2 separate regions of the Columba livia genome follow, and region 1 is linked to region 2. The links are chromatin contacts, called in public Hi-C maps. All regions are on one chromosome and are shown on one strand. The core of a region is the stretch at or near the end of the contact, and the rest is flanking DNA. Distances in the headings are between cores, read along the strand shown. Region 1 overlaps EYA4 (EYA transcriptional coactivator and phosphatase 4). Region 2 has its middle 12 kb from the start of RPS12.

What was found. Hi-C and Micro-C count contacts between places; a contact is called where the count stands out from the background.
Region 1: a contact with region 2 is called in a Hi-C map of liver, with 2.5 times the contacts expected there. The contact joins two enhancer-like sites. A contact is called at or near these places in 2 of 2 Hi-C or Micro-C datasets (crop and liver).

Annotation. Positions count from the first base shown.
Region 1 is chr3:59,298,384-59,304,320 of bColLiv1.pat.W.v2, forward strand. EYA4 (EYA transcriptional coactivator and phosphatase 4) reads left to right here. Exons shown (of 19, transcript XM_065057037.1): 17 at 1,259-1,380; 18 at 3,675-3,775; 19 at 5,378-5,937. The coding sequence ends at 5,458. Among named protein-coding and RNA genes, the nearest start is that of TCF21, 130 kb to the right of the region's middle. Within about 2 kb of position 2,463, at least 1 of the 3 cell types and tissues checked has an H3K27ac peak away from gene starts, as active enhancers do.
Region 2 is chr3:58,931,945-58,938,544 of bColLiv1.pat.W.v2, forward strand. No RefSeq gene overlaps it. Among named protein-coding and RNA genes, the nearest start is that of RPS12, 12 kb to the left of the region's middle. Within about 2 kb of position 5,002, at least 2 of the 3 cell types and tissues checked have an H3K27ac peak away from gene starts, as active enhancers do.

The sequences.
Region 1 (5,937 bases), core at 1,213-3,712, 360 kb after region 2:
ACTGAAACTGCAAACACTGCTGCTGCTTAGTCAGCCATGCAATATGTATCTCATCAGAAATCCTCAAAAATTCTGGTTTTAAATCAAAAAAAGAACAATGTTAAGCCATCTTGCCTTTGAACTTGTATTGGAAAAGACTGAGTGTCAAGTGGAAAGAACAAACTTGGAAAGATGTGAAAAACTTATTTAGTTGTAACAACTTTTGCAATATGTTTATCTCAACTGGTGTTTATTTAACAGTGTCTTAACACCTCAAGAGAAAAAAAGTTAAAAATTTATGTAAGCCATTTGTTTAACTCTGCATTTCTTTCCCAATTGCTGGTCATCAAAAAGACATTTGGTAATGAAGGCCAGTTGAGCACTGGTGGATGAGTCTGGAAAACTGTTGTTGGTTACTCAAGACTGTTAAATAACAGTCTTTTTTCTTGTCTTCAAAGAACTGTACAGCTATAAATCTTCAGAAGCTACCCAGTGAGGCAGCTAAACATTACCTGTATGTTACTGACAGGAAACTGAGATACATTAAGGCAGAAATAGTAGCCTACACTCTTGCTTGAAGTTTGTGGAAGAACCAGGAGAAAAAATCACAATTATTTGCTCTTGGCTCCGTGTTCACACGGTCGCGCACATGTTCCAGCCTCAAGTAGCCTGGTTCTGAGTTTTCTTGTTGTGTACCTGCTAGCACAGCTTCTCCATTCAAGTTCTCATCCTCACTATTTGATGCTAGCTTATTAACATGATTATTCTTATCTTTCCCTCTTGTCAGAAATATTCTTACTCCTGAAACATGAGAAAAGTGATGTCATTGTGCAAAAGTGCGCACTGGCTGTTTATTTCCCCTCAAGACAGGAGTAACAAATTATTTTTTCACTTTTTCCTAAACACTTTTATTTGGCTGGTAGCTACTGCCAATTAGTTCTCAGCATGAAAATGATGCTTTCAAAGTATTCAAACGCCTATTTTCAGACATAGTAGGTGATCTTAAGTGTCTGGATTTTAGTGGACCCATATTCAAGGACCTGTTTTTTATAAACCAGTGAGGAATATTTCCTACAAACAAGCCTGCATATTTTTTAAAGGATTTTGCCAAAAGTTTTACGTACATTTTCCTGGAAGTGATGGTGCTGAGTAGCACTACTGTGCGAGTGAAGGTAAATGTTGAGGAATCCTGAGTATGCTCTTCACAGCTGGTTCACCTCATCAGCATTTGGGTAACAGTTTTAAACTATTTAAGCTTAAACTATTTCTTTCATTTTAGGAGTAACTGTGTAAACGTACTGGTAACAACAACCCAGCTTATCCCAGCACTTGCAAAAGTTCTGCTATACAGCCTAGGAGGAGCTTTTCCTATTGAAAATATTTACAGTGCAACCAAAATAGGTAAGAAAATTATTCTTTCATCCATTTTGACTAAACTGCGTTACCAACATTTTTTTGCCAGTAATGGATGGATTCAAAGCGACTTCCCTGACACAGTGTTAGTTATAAGATTTAGGCATTTCATGTGTTTATGTAGCTAGATTCCAAAATCATCTTATTTTCAATGATGCCTGAAGTAATAAAGGTCCTGTACTGATTAAAAGCCTCAGAAACTGTTCAGTATGGTGCAGAAAACAAAAAAATGAAGAAAAGTGTTTTGTGAATTCAAATCTAGGCAGAACTTCTGTTAGAATAGTCCCTGCTCTGACTTCCAGCACTGCGTAATCTGGGCCACCGCTTCATAAGCTTTTTCTGGAAGCATAAGTACATCATGGGTGGTAATGACAACTGTTACCAGCAGAAGCTCTGTTGATGGATGCCACAAGGGCACTTCCCTGTTGTGCTGATAACAGTATACCTCTTGTGTATTACAGTTTGGAAATTTATGGTTTTTGGAAATCACATCCAAAACTTTCTTGTAAACCAAGAAAAGTTGCCATTCCTGTGCAAAGTGACACAGCCTACAATGACTGATAATTTTGGTAGATTTCATGATTTACCAACTATCAATTCAGGAATGCTTAATTTTTATATCTATGACACCTTATATAATATGGACTGTGACACTTCATTGCCAAAAGCATTATAATACATTTCCTAAATTATTTTCACAAGTGAAGGAAAAAAAAGCATATTCTAACAGTGTCAGTAAAAACTATTACCTCGGTCATCATTTAATTAGCTGTAGCTGTCCTCTAGACAGAAATACCTCAAATACTTAAAAAATTTCAGTCAAGGCAAGAAGTATCCAAAACACAACATGGTACTGAGCAGCCTCTGGAATGAATGTCATCTGTCATACAGTGTGTACATGTTGGATTCAGTCACTGAGATTGCACTTGGACCAAAGGAAGGAGCATTAAGAAATAGTGCCGACAGCACAGAAGGGGGTGGTGAAGTGAAGCACAGTCTCTGGAGACTCTGTCGAAGTAATTCTGCACCAGGAATTCCTTCTGGGAACAGTGTGGCTGCTGTTACACCCCTATCAGGAGCACAGCAAACTCTGGGGTACAAGATCTCTCTCTACTTTTCGTCTCAGTGGTCTCTGCACTGTGCTGAGCACAGGACTATAATTGCAGCTGTTGCTTGCACTCACTGAAATCTGGTCATCACTCAACAGTTAATACACATGACACTTTTCCTAATTGTAAGCCCTATTTGTGGGCCAGCTGAAAAAAAAAAAAAAAAAAAGAGGAGAGCAGTAAGAATCTGAGATCTAGAAATCATGAGCTTGTGAGAACAGGCTAAAAACCTGGGGTGGGGGTAGACATGATAACAAACAAGGTAAAAAGCTGTTGCAGAGAAGAAAGAAGTAATCTTTCTCTGTGTTGATGGGAAGTGTGGTGGTTTCTTTGCAATAGGGCACATGTAGGTCACATGTCAAAGAGAAGCTTCCTAATGGAGAGGGTTAATTAGATATGGAGATTGCCTGTGGCAACAGTGAAATCATCATATTAAGACAGTTTTGGGATCGATTGCACAAGCATTTGTTGGTAGTACTGAACCTGCAGTACAATGAGAAGATGGGTACATGACTGCTTGGTCCTTTTCTATCCTGTGTATTGTTGATACTGGCTTAGCCTCCTTCCTTCCACATTTCTCCAAAAGAGCCAAATGCTTCATGGAATTTTTCCCAGAAACCTGCTGTCTAATTTTATTTTGCTTGTCCAGTGTTCCTTGAACACTTTTTCCATGGCTAGATCACTCATTGTTGCAGATACATTAGAATTAAAATTTCTGCTTTCCTTGAAAAAAAAAGTACAATAACAGAGAAGTATTTCATTTCAGTTAGTCATTCAGCAACTTATTCATTTTTGTAGTGCTGCTAATTCTTTTATGTTAATGGCTTGCCTGTAGCTCTTAAGAGATTTAATTTTACCTGGAACTGCTTAGTGTCACTAAGGAAACTAATTGCTCTTACTATTTTGGCTCTAAATTGCATGCTGGCAACTTTTTAACACTAGTAGTAACAATGTCTTACTACTGCAATAATCCTTTGTAAGGCTTCACCATAACTTACTTGATAGCTTGAATAAGTAGTGCATTGTTTTTCAGGCAAAGAGAGCTGTTTTGAGCGTATAGTGTCCAGATTTGGCACTAACATAACTTATGTTGTGATTGGAGATGGCCGAGATGAGGAACATGCAGCTAATCAGGTAACTTTGCTCTGAAATCTTATCTCATTTATCTTCCAGGAAAAGAAAGTTGCTTTGAACGAATAATGCAAAGGTTTGGCAGAAAAGTAGTATATGTTGTAATTGGGGATGGTGTAGAAGAAGAACAGGCAGCAAAAAAGGTAACCTGTCTCCTGAAATGTTGGTGTGATACCTAGCTACTAATTCCAGCCTTTCTGTTTGCATTTCTGTCAGTGTTGCACAATGACAGAATGACAAATAACTTCAGTCCAGAGATGCAAGGCAACAAGAGCATGATGAGATCAAAACTTAGAGTAAAATGAACCATTTGGATACTAGCATTTGCTTCTCTTCAGTTTGGAAAGAAAAATAAATGCAAAATTATTTTAAAAATAAATGAAAAATTATAGCAGCAAAAATGTCAGACTAGCTTAAAGCAAATTCAAGATAAACAGAAGACAGAGAAATGGCTATGGCATGGTAGTTTGGTGGTAGTTTTCTTTAAATGGTGAAATCAGGGAGGTTTCGAGACAAGTGTTGCAAAGAATGTGGAAAAACATCTTAGGACTATGCAAATTTTTTGCTAACATAGATGAAGATCTGTAGTTTGTTGGAGCAAAGATGATGAACATGATTTGCTTCAAGAAAGCCGTATCTGCAAAAGGAAAAAGAATACAGCATTGAGATTGTGCACCAAGTTTGTGTTTCTAAAACAGAACTGTTTCTTTAGAAATATTCCATTTTTTCATTAGAACAATTCAAGTCTAAATTTCACCAGATAACTTTTCAATGTTCAGAAACAGATCAAATTAGTAATTTGCACCACGCTTCCCAGTATAACCTTGGAAGTGTGCAGAAACTGAAAAATTTTACCTCACAATGTCTGCATAGGACAAATGCTGTAAATATCTTTTTGCTAGGAGTAGCAAAATAAAGGGCCCTTTTGGTGTGGTAGCTGGAATAGAAATGAAAATAACCAAAATGCTTATTCCAAATGGTTCCTTAATATAGGTACAGTACTAGTGATGGGTCTTTTATAGTTTGTGCTAAACAAAGGTGGTTGGATTGTGTACTTTCCAGTTTGGCATGCTTTTTTCTTAATGTTGACTATATTGCATGAATAGATACAGAATTCAGAGAGATGGACCAACATAGCCTGTTACAAATAGATCTGAACAGAACATGAAAGTACGGGGGTTTTCTATTCTGATTAATTGCTGAAAAGAGAATAGTGCATATATCTGACACTGATGCTTTCTGCAATAGAAATTATCCTTTTTAAGCAAGAACTGCATTATTTTCTCCCCAAAACAGATTCCTTTTTTTTCCCCTAGATGGACAAAAATGTAATTCAACTCTGTTTCAAAGAGTTGTGCATGAAGCCTCTTTTAATGAAAGTCTTAGAGCCCTTTAAATGATCATTCGGTCTTTTGCAAAATGTGCCGAGTGGAGCAGAAATGGATTTCCTATTAATGCTCTTTTGTATGGGTTTGCATGCTAACGACGGACAAATAGCCCTTACTAAATAACCAGCTTTTCCAGATAAACTGTTAAGACTATGTAAGTATTCTACCTTCAGTTGGACTATTAAGCTCAGATCTATTTTGGTCTGATTTTTGTCAGTACTTTACTAGCAAAAATCAATCCAGAAACACAGTGGTGTAAAATATGTGGTGGTGATCTGACTAGCCTTATGTGTCATATACCGCCCTGTGTCACCGTGTTCATCTTTCCTGACCTTTTCCCCCCTCTGACAAACACAGCACAACATGCCTTTCTGGAGGATATCCAGTCATTCGGACCTCTTGGCTCTCCATCAAGCACTGGAACTAGAGTATTTGTAACTGTGTTCTAAAGTTGGCGACCCTTTTTTTTTTATATATATATATATTTCAAGTACACTGAATTTTTATGTGTGATTCAATGCCTCTGGCTTTACACATATGAATTGTCTTAAGAAGGGAAGAAATATTTGGAATTAAAAATTCCAAATTGAAGAATTCAGATTGCTGAATGGAGTTAAAACATTAGTGCTACGTAAGGAAGCTCTATGGTCTTATATATGCAACGTTTTTAAATGAATTAAAACTGTGGAGGTTGCTGGTACACACCAAGTGAGCCCTGACAGGAGTGAACAAAGGACTCGAACTGGCAAAGCACCAACATGCATTTCCCAGCCGACAAGGTGGTGTTCAACAACATTCCTCAAAATGGGATATATTCTCAGCACTGAGGTTTGAACCAGACTTTAGCCTACCTAACCCAGAAAATCTGAATTGGAATGCACTCAGACTGTATAATGACAATCCTGTCTAGACCTGTA
Region 2 (6,600 bases), core at 3,752-6,251:
AGAAATGCTAGTAAGTCATTGTGAAGGTGCTAAGTACAGACTTCTGGACAGTATTGGAAGAACATCCTATGTGAGATTCAAAATAAAATATCTTGAACAGTTAAGCTCGTTTTGTTTTGGAACCACCTGCATCACGCTGTCTGGAACTGCTTTTCTGTCTCTTGTACATTTTACCTTAGATAATAAACCTGAGCATCTGGATGCTGCCAGCAGTAGCAGCACATACTTGCGCAGCTCCTGTTTTGATGGAGTTGTGGCCCCAACTGTGGCTCCTGTAGGGGAGTTGGTTATACCTGCCCTCCATACACCTTTTGCAGTATCACAAATGTCAGGGGATCAGGGCTTGTCAGTAACAAATCCCCATGCTGCACAAGCGCTTCTGCAGGCTCCAACTGTTGCTTTGGAGAACATTGTTTAGTCTGCCTACTTTGCCAGGAGAAAAGTATATATTCCAGTCTTATTTAATACAAAAAGTATTTTATGGAGGGTGAGCACTAATCCCACATGAAGAAAAATATATTTAGTATTAAAACACATGGTATTCATTACACTTTCTCTTACAAATAAACGTAATCCCCAGTATTTTCTGACTAATGTTCCTGATTTAGAATTTACTCTACCTCTTCGATTCTGTTCATTGTTCGTGCTACAGAAGCTGGAGAACCCAGCTGCAAGCCAGTGCCCCTTCTGTATCCATGTGGCTGAAACTGGTGCAAATATGGTCCCTAAGATATGCTGCCTTTTCTGGGGGCTTCATGAAGGTCTCATCCAGTGAAGTAAAGGAACTCTGAAGAATACATGCATTTATCAGTCATCTTTAGAGGTGATGTGTTTGTGATGTGAAGCCTCAGTAGGAGTTTTAATTTGTTATGCCATTGAACCAGATACTGGGTGTTGGATGAGCAGGGTTGTGGCTTGATTTATGTAGCCTGAAGGAAAATAGAGGAAATGGCAATTTTCTCAATAGGTTCAGATAATTAATATTAGACAGTTAAGTGAATATACAAGATATTTTTTTCAGGCATTGGTCAGCAAGTTTGAGAGTCTTCTTAACAAATTGAGCAGATGATGTGTGCTGTTGTATATAATGATCCTACACACGTTCTTAATTTTATCATGCCTTGGCATTAAAGGCTCACTCACAAAAATCCTAAATCCACATTAACTGCTTCATGTAGGTGACCAGTTGTAAATTATGATACCATCTTTTATGGCAATAAAACACTATACAAGTAGCTGAACTTTCAGCCACTGGTAGCTCTGCTTCCTCCAGTTCCAAAAAAGTCTGGATCATGTAATATTATATGAGAGAGTGAAAACAAATTTGGAAATCACTGACTTGCAGAAGTTTTTCTCCTCTTCTAATTCAGTAACAATTGGGGAGAATTTCATAGTACTTAAACAAAAGTATTTAAAATATTTTCACTGAGGCCTGTGCGAGTAATATGGTGTTGCATAAAATGGGAATGCTTTCTATGAGTAAAGTAATAACTACACTTTTCAAAAATTTACGGACTGGTAAGAGTGTTTTGGTTTTTTTTTTAAACCCAATGTTTAATGGTCACATAATATTCTATATTGCTGAAGGATTATTAGGCACAAAGCAGTTACATAGAAATATAAATCCACAAGGGGAAAAATATTCATGTACAAATCAACCTAGCTGTTTCGCTTATCTGATCGGAAGTTTATTATCTCTAAGTAGTCCCCCAGCTCAGTAAATGTCAGGAATCTGTTCATCTTTGCTGCAGCCTGACTCAGGTTAGTGTCTGTCGGATAAGTTTTACTGTTTAAAGCACAGCCATAGAGTTTGTATGTCAATACTCTTCAAAACCACCAATGCGTAAGCGGTCAGGTATTCTTTTCTAAAAGCAATGAAATAATAGGCATTTAGGTCAGTGCCTGGCATGCCAAGTTCCTGCCCTGTAAAATTTTACAATCAAGTTATGAAACTGGAAAAATGTATTTTATGCTGACATGCAGAAAAATGTTTATTAAAGCAAATTTCCTGTTTTCATACTAAAAAAAATTGTAATTCCAGTATGCTTCATTTTTTCCTTTTTTTTTTTTTTTTAATGGTTCTAAGACGTTTTCCACAGTGAGAGAGTTCAAATCCCTGTTAAAATAAGCTTTACATTTTGAGGACAGAAAAAAGCCATGGCCCCTAAATAAACTTTTATATTGATTGTATTGTTAGCAGTCAGTGTGTTGGTTAACATAATACAGATGCTTAGGACAGGTTTAGGAAGGCAAATAGGGTGAAAAAAAAATGAAATATTTCTAGTTTTAAGAGTATGCATTTAAGGGAATGGAGGTCATGTTTTCTAGAACCCCTCCACAAAAAAATGAAACACCCTCAGATATCCATATATATAGAAGTGTTTGTATGTCAATACAAGCTATGGTATATATTCTCTTTTTCATCTATTTATTTGAATGGACAATATTCAAGTAACACCCTTCAGCTTCGCTTTTTTCAGGGCAGCAAAATACAATGTTTGTCAGCACATGTACAATAAATGTCTTTATGTGCATGGAATTTAGCAAGCTACTGTACTTTTAAAAACATATAAATTATATATGAATTTCTGCAGAGGCTGCCTTTTACCCTTCCTTCCATGAATATGTTTTATATCCAAATCAAAATCTCAGCTAGTTCTGACTCTTCCCTCATGGCTGCCTGTGTTAAACTTGGCAAGATGGCTTTTAGAATTGCCTTTTAAGACCAGCATGTCTTGATCCTTTTCTGAGTATTGTGAATAGCAATATAATTCTCTCTGACCCTCAGGCCTATTTACGTGTCCTCTTCAAAGGAAAGCAAGTTGGGCTATATGTGCCTCTTCTACTTGAAATTATGCAAAAATGTACCTAAGAATGCTGTTTGGGCATGAGCTATGAGTTATTGTTACATATATTCAGAAGAGAAGAAAAACTTTTGGCTGTATTGGCTTACAGCCAAGAAACAGGGACAGAATTGCAGTTCCTCTGTTAACTTATGATAAAATCCATCATGTTGTTACTGACTGAGCTAGTATGATTGTGAATATAGATAATATTAGCTAGTCCTTCCCATGGGATCCTAGTTACATTGTTTTATTGCTTATTTTCCATGGCCTGAAATTATTCCTAGTGGATGATCCATCTCAGATATTTTGATTTTTTTTTTTTTTCAACTTAAAGCAATGTAACTGTTTCTGAGACTTGTTTAGTATAAGTTGTTTGGCAAAGGGTTGTTGTTTGTTTGTTTTGTTTTTTATCCCCAATTAATTTATTAAAATATTTGCATTGGGAAGTTCAAGTGTTTCCATTCATGGACTTCAGATATAATAGGAAAGGGTGGGGGGAGGAGGAGAACTTGCAGATGGTCAAGGGGGAGGACTGGATGTGTAGGAAAGAAAAAGCGATCGGTAGTTAGGCAGACTGGTCAACATAATTAATAGTAGGTGGAGACAGAGCAGGAATAGCAAGAGGCCAAGTCAATGAGACACAGAATCTGGTACTGTCTTAGCACGGGTTTCTTGCCAATAATTATCCATGAAGGGAGTGGTGAAGTATGTTTGACTCAGCCACTTTCCTGGGCAGCCTGTACCAGCGTTTGATAAGCCTTTCTGTGCATAAATTTTTCCTGATACCCAGTCTAAACCCCATATGATATTGTTTCTGCAGTTGTCTTACATAATTTGAAGACAAAGCAAACCAGCAGACCCTAAAGATTGTCCAGGGCTTTACTGTGAAGAAGGCTGTTGTGTATGGAAAAAAACCCTGGGATTGTGGTTAAAAATTATAGAATCACAAAATGTCCTGAGTTGGAAAGGAACCACAAGGATCATTGAGTCCAAATCCTATCCCAGCACAAGACAACCCCACAGTTCATGCCAAGTGTCTGAGGGCATTGTCCATTCTCTTCTTGAACACTGTCAGGCTTGGGCCTGTGACACCTCCCTGGGGAGCCTGTTCCAGTGCTCCACCGCCCTCTGGGTGAAGAATCTTTTCCTAATGTCCAACCTGAACCTCTGCTGGCATTTCCTCCGGCCACTCCCTTGGCTTCTGTTATTGATCACTAAAGAGTTTGGCACCTGCTCTTCCTCCTTCCCTTATGAGGAAGCTGTAGACCATGATGAGGTTTCCTCTTAGTCTCCTCCAGGCTGAACAAACCAAGTGAGTTCCTATGTGGAGGTTGCCAAGTCACTTAGAAACTTTCACAATGGGTGATTTATGGTGTTTTATTTTTTTTTATTTCCTGGGTGCAAGAACTTGCCTATGCCTTGTTCTGTAGAAATGCTGAACATACACAGCTATTGCAATTTTGCTTTAAGCACAGAAAGCTGCAAAGAATGTTGTGGGTTTGTTTGTTTATTTTTAAATAAAGTTTAAACGAGTCTCAGATTGGCTAGCTAGCTTGTGAATTATTGTTTCCCAAAGCATGGAATGGGGAAATAATCCTCTTTGTGACGATGAAGGCAAATCCATATTGGGGTTAGGCTGGTGTGCCAGCCGCGGGCTGTATGCAGCACATTACGCCGGGGCTGTACAGACAGCCGCGGCCAGGCCTGCGAGGGTGTCCCTCTCGGGCCCCGGCACTCGCCCCTCGGCGGGCAGCTCCGGAGCCTCCCCGCCGCGTCCTGCCCTCCGCTCCCGGCAGCGCTTCCCCGGCGCGGCAGGAGGTGGCACCCGTGCTACGGGTACGGGGCCACGGGCAAGAGACGGGAGCAGGCCCGGCAGGCGCCGGGCTCCCCGGGCCGGAGTTACAGGGGCAGGTGCTGCGGTGATCCCAGCAAGCTGCCGACATAGGAAACAAATGTGAAATGAAACTCTTTAATGCCTTTGAATGCTGTCGATTTCTATGCGTGTTTTCCAGTATTGTAGCCTTGTAAAACCCAAGTCGGTCAGATGTTTAGGCTTTTACAGCATGTAGAAATGTGTTTGCATAAACCAAAGGACTTTGTTGTACAGCTGCGACTCCTTTAATCTGTTTTTCTCGGAGTTGTACCGCACAGAGCACACACTCTTGTCTGCTTTCTTTCACTGAGATATTCCATGAACAAGGTACAGACTTACAGAGCTTTGGGGATATGTTTAAGTCGTCAATTGTTTGGAAGTTCACTTTATACATTGTAAGTAGCACTGTCTATGAGACTAGAGAATACCAGTGTCAAATTAAACACTCAAAGGGCAATATAGGCTTAAGAGCCAAGATAGGTGAAGTATTTTTTTTCTTTTTCTCTTTTTTTTTTTCATCTCCCCACTGCCTCCAGCGTCTGATGTATTACGCTGTTCAAAGCATTTCACTATGCTTATATTGTATTCACACATATGCAATGTATTTGAAACATTCCTACCAAGGAGATTGTGGTAAAAACTGTAATGTGCAGCTTGCTGGGTTTCATTGTAAAGTAATATAATCTCCACATGTGCGAAGGCCAATGCAATATTTTATTTTTTGCCTACCCCAGGGAATGTGATATTAAATTTATCAGCTGAAGTATTTGAATGAGAACTCATAAATATTTTTTGAGGTGCATCAGTGGTGTACATGGGGAGGGAGAAGATGTGCAGGACTGGGTAAAAAGGAAGTAGTCCATACTTTTCATCCTCCTCTGTGACATAACAGCTATGCCTTGGCCTTCAGATGGGGTACTGGTAAATTTCCTCGGTGACTGAAAACAAGTTTTAAGTTGGGAGGAATTTGTTAGTCACTGATTTTTCTTGGTGATTGTAGTTATTAACTCTGTAGTACATGGACTTCATGTTGGATACAGAGCTCCAGATGCCTTTGTGGGAGAGGAGAGGGATCTCCAAAAGAGAGGTATTGTTCTGAAGACATTTCAAACGCACAGGAGGACCTTTTGAACTGCCCATTTTGTCCACTGCTCTGTGATTGTAGGCACCCTTACTGGGCAAGGTACTACCAAATTTTGGAAGGAGTCTGTGCACTGCATTGATGTAGCTGTCAGTCTTCCAAGGCTTAAACAAGTATCTCTGTATGGCATTATCCTGTGTTGTTGTGTGATCTAGTCTCTTGTCTGGAGTTAATTTGGGCATCTCCAAAACAACTCTGTGGTGCTGTAGAGTAATCGAAGCCATGCTGAGTTAGCACTTCTTTGTCATCATTGGCTCAGTGTTGAGCTGCAGCCAAGATTGCCCATATCAGGAAGGGTACGGAGAACATGACCAAAGGTGACATTTTGCCACTGCAGAAAATATTCTTGCCTCCATATCCTGAATAGTGCATACAAGTGGTCTCTGCATCTCAAGAAGACTGTAGATTTTTCTTAAAAAAAAAAAAAAAGGAAAAAAAAGAAAAAAGAAAAAAGGTTTGGGGAAGGACTTCTAAAACTATTAAGGGGAAGTGATAGCAGGCTTGTTGTCTCAGTTCAGTTTGGAGAGAAAGCTGAGCTGGGATGAAGCTGATTTACAAAATCAAGAAGGCAATGCAAAAGAGGAGTGCTAAACTTGTTTACCAAATTCTACAACAGCAGATCAGGGAACATGCATTGAAACTGATAGGTTGTAATTTAAAACAGGTTTTTGAAAGTGCCTTTCTTCAAAGCATGTGGTAAATTTCTACAGCTTGCTGTTGCAAGGAAGTGTGGAGTCAGA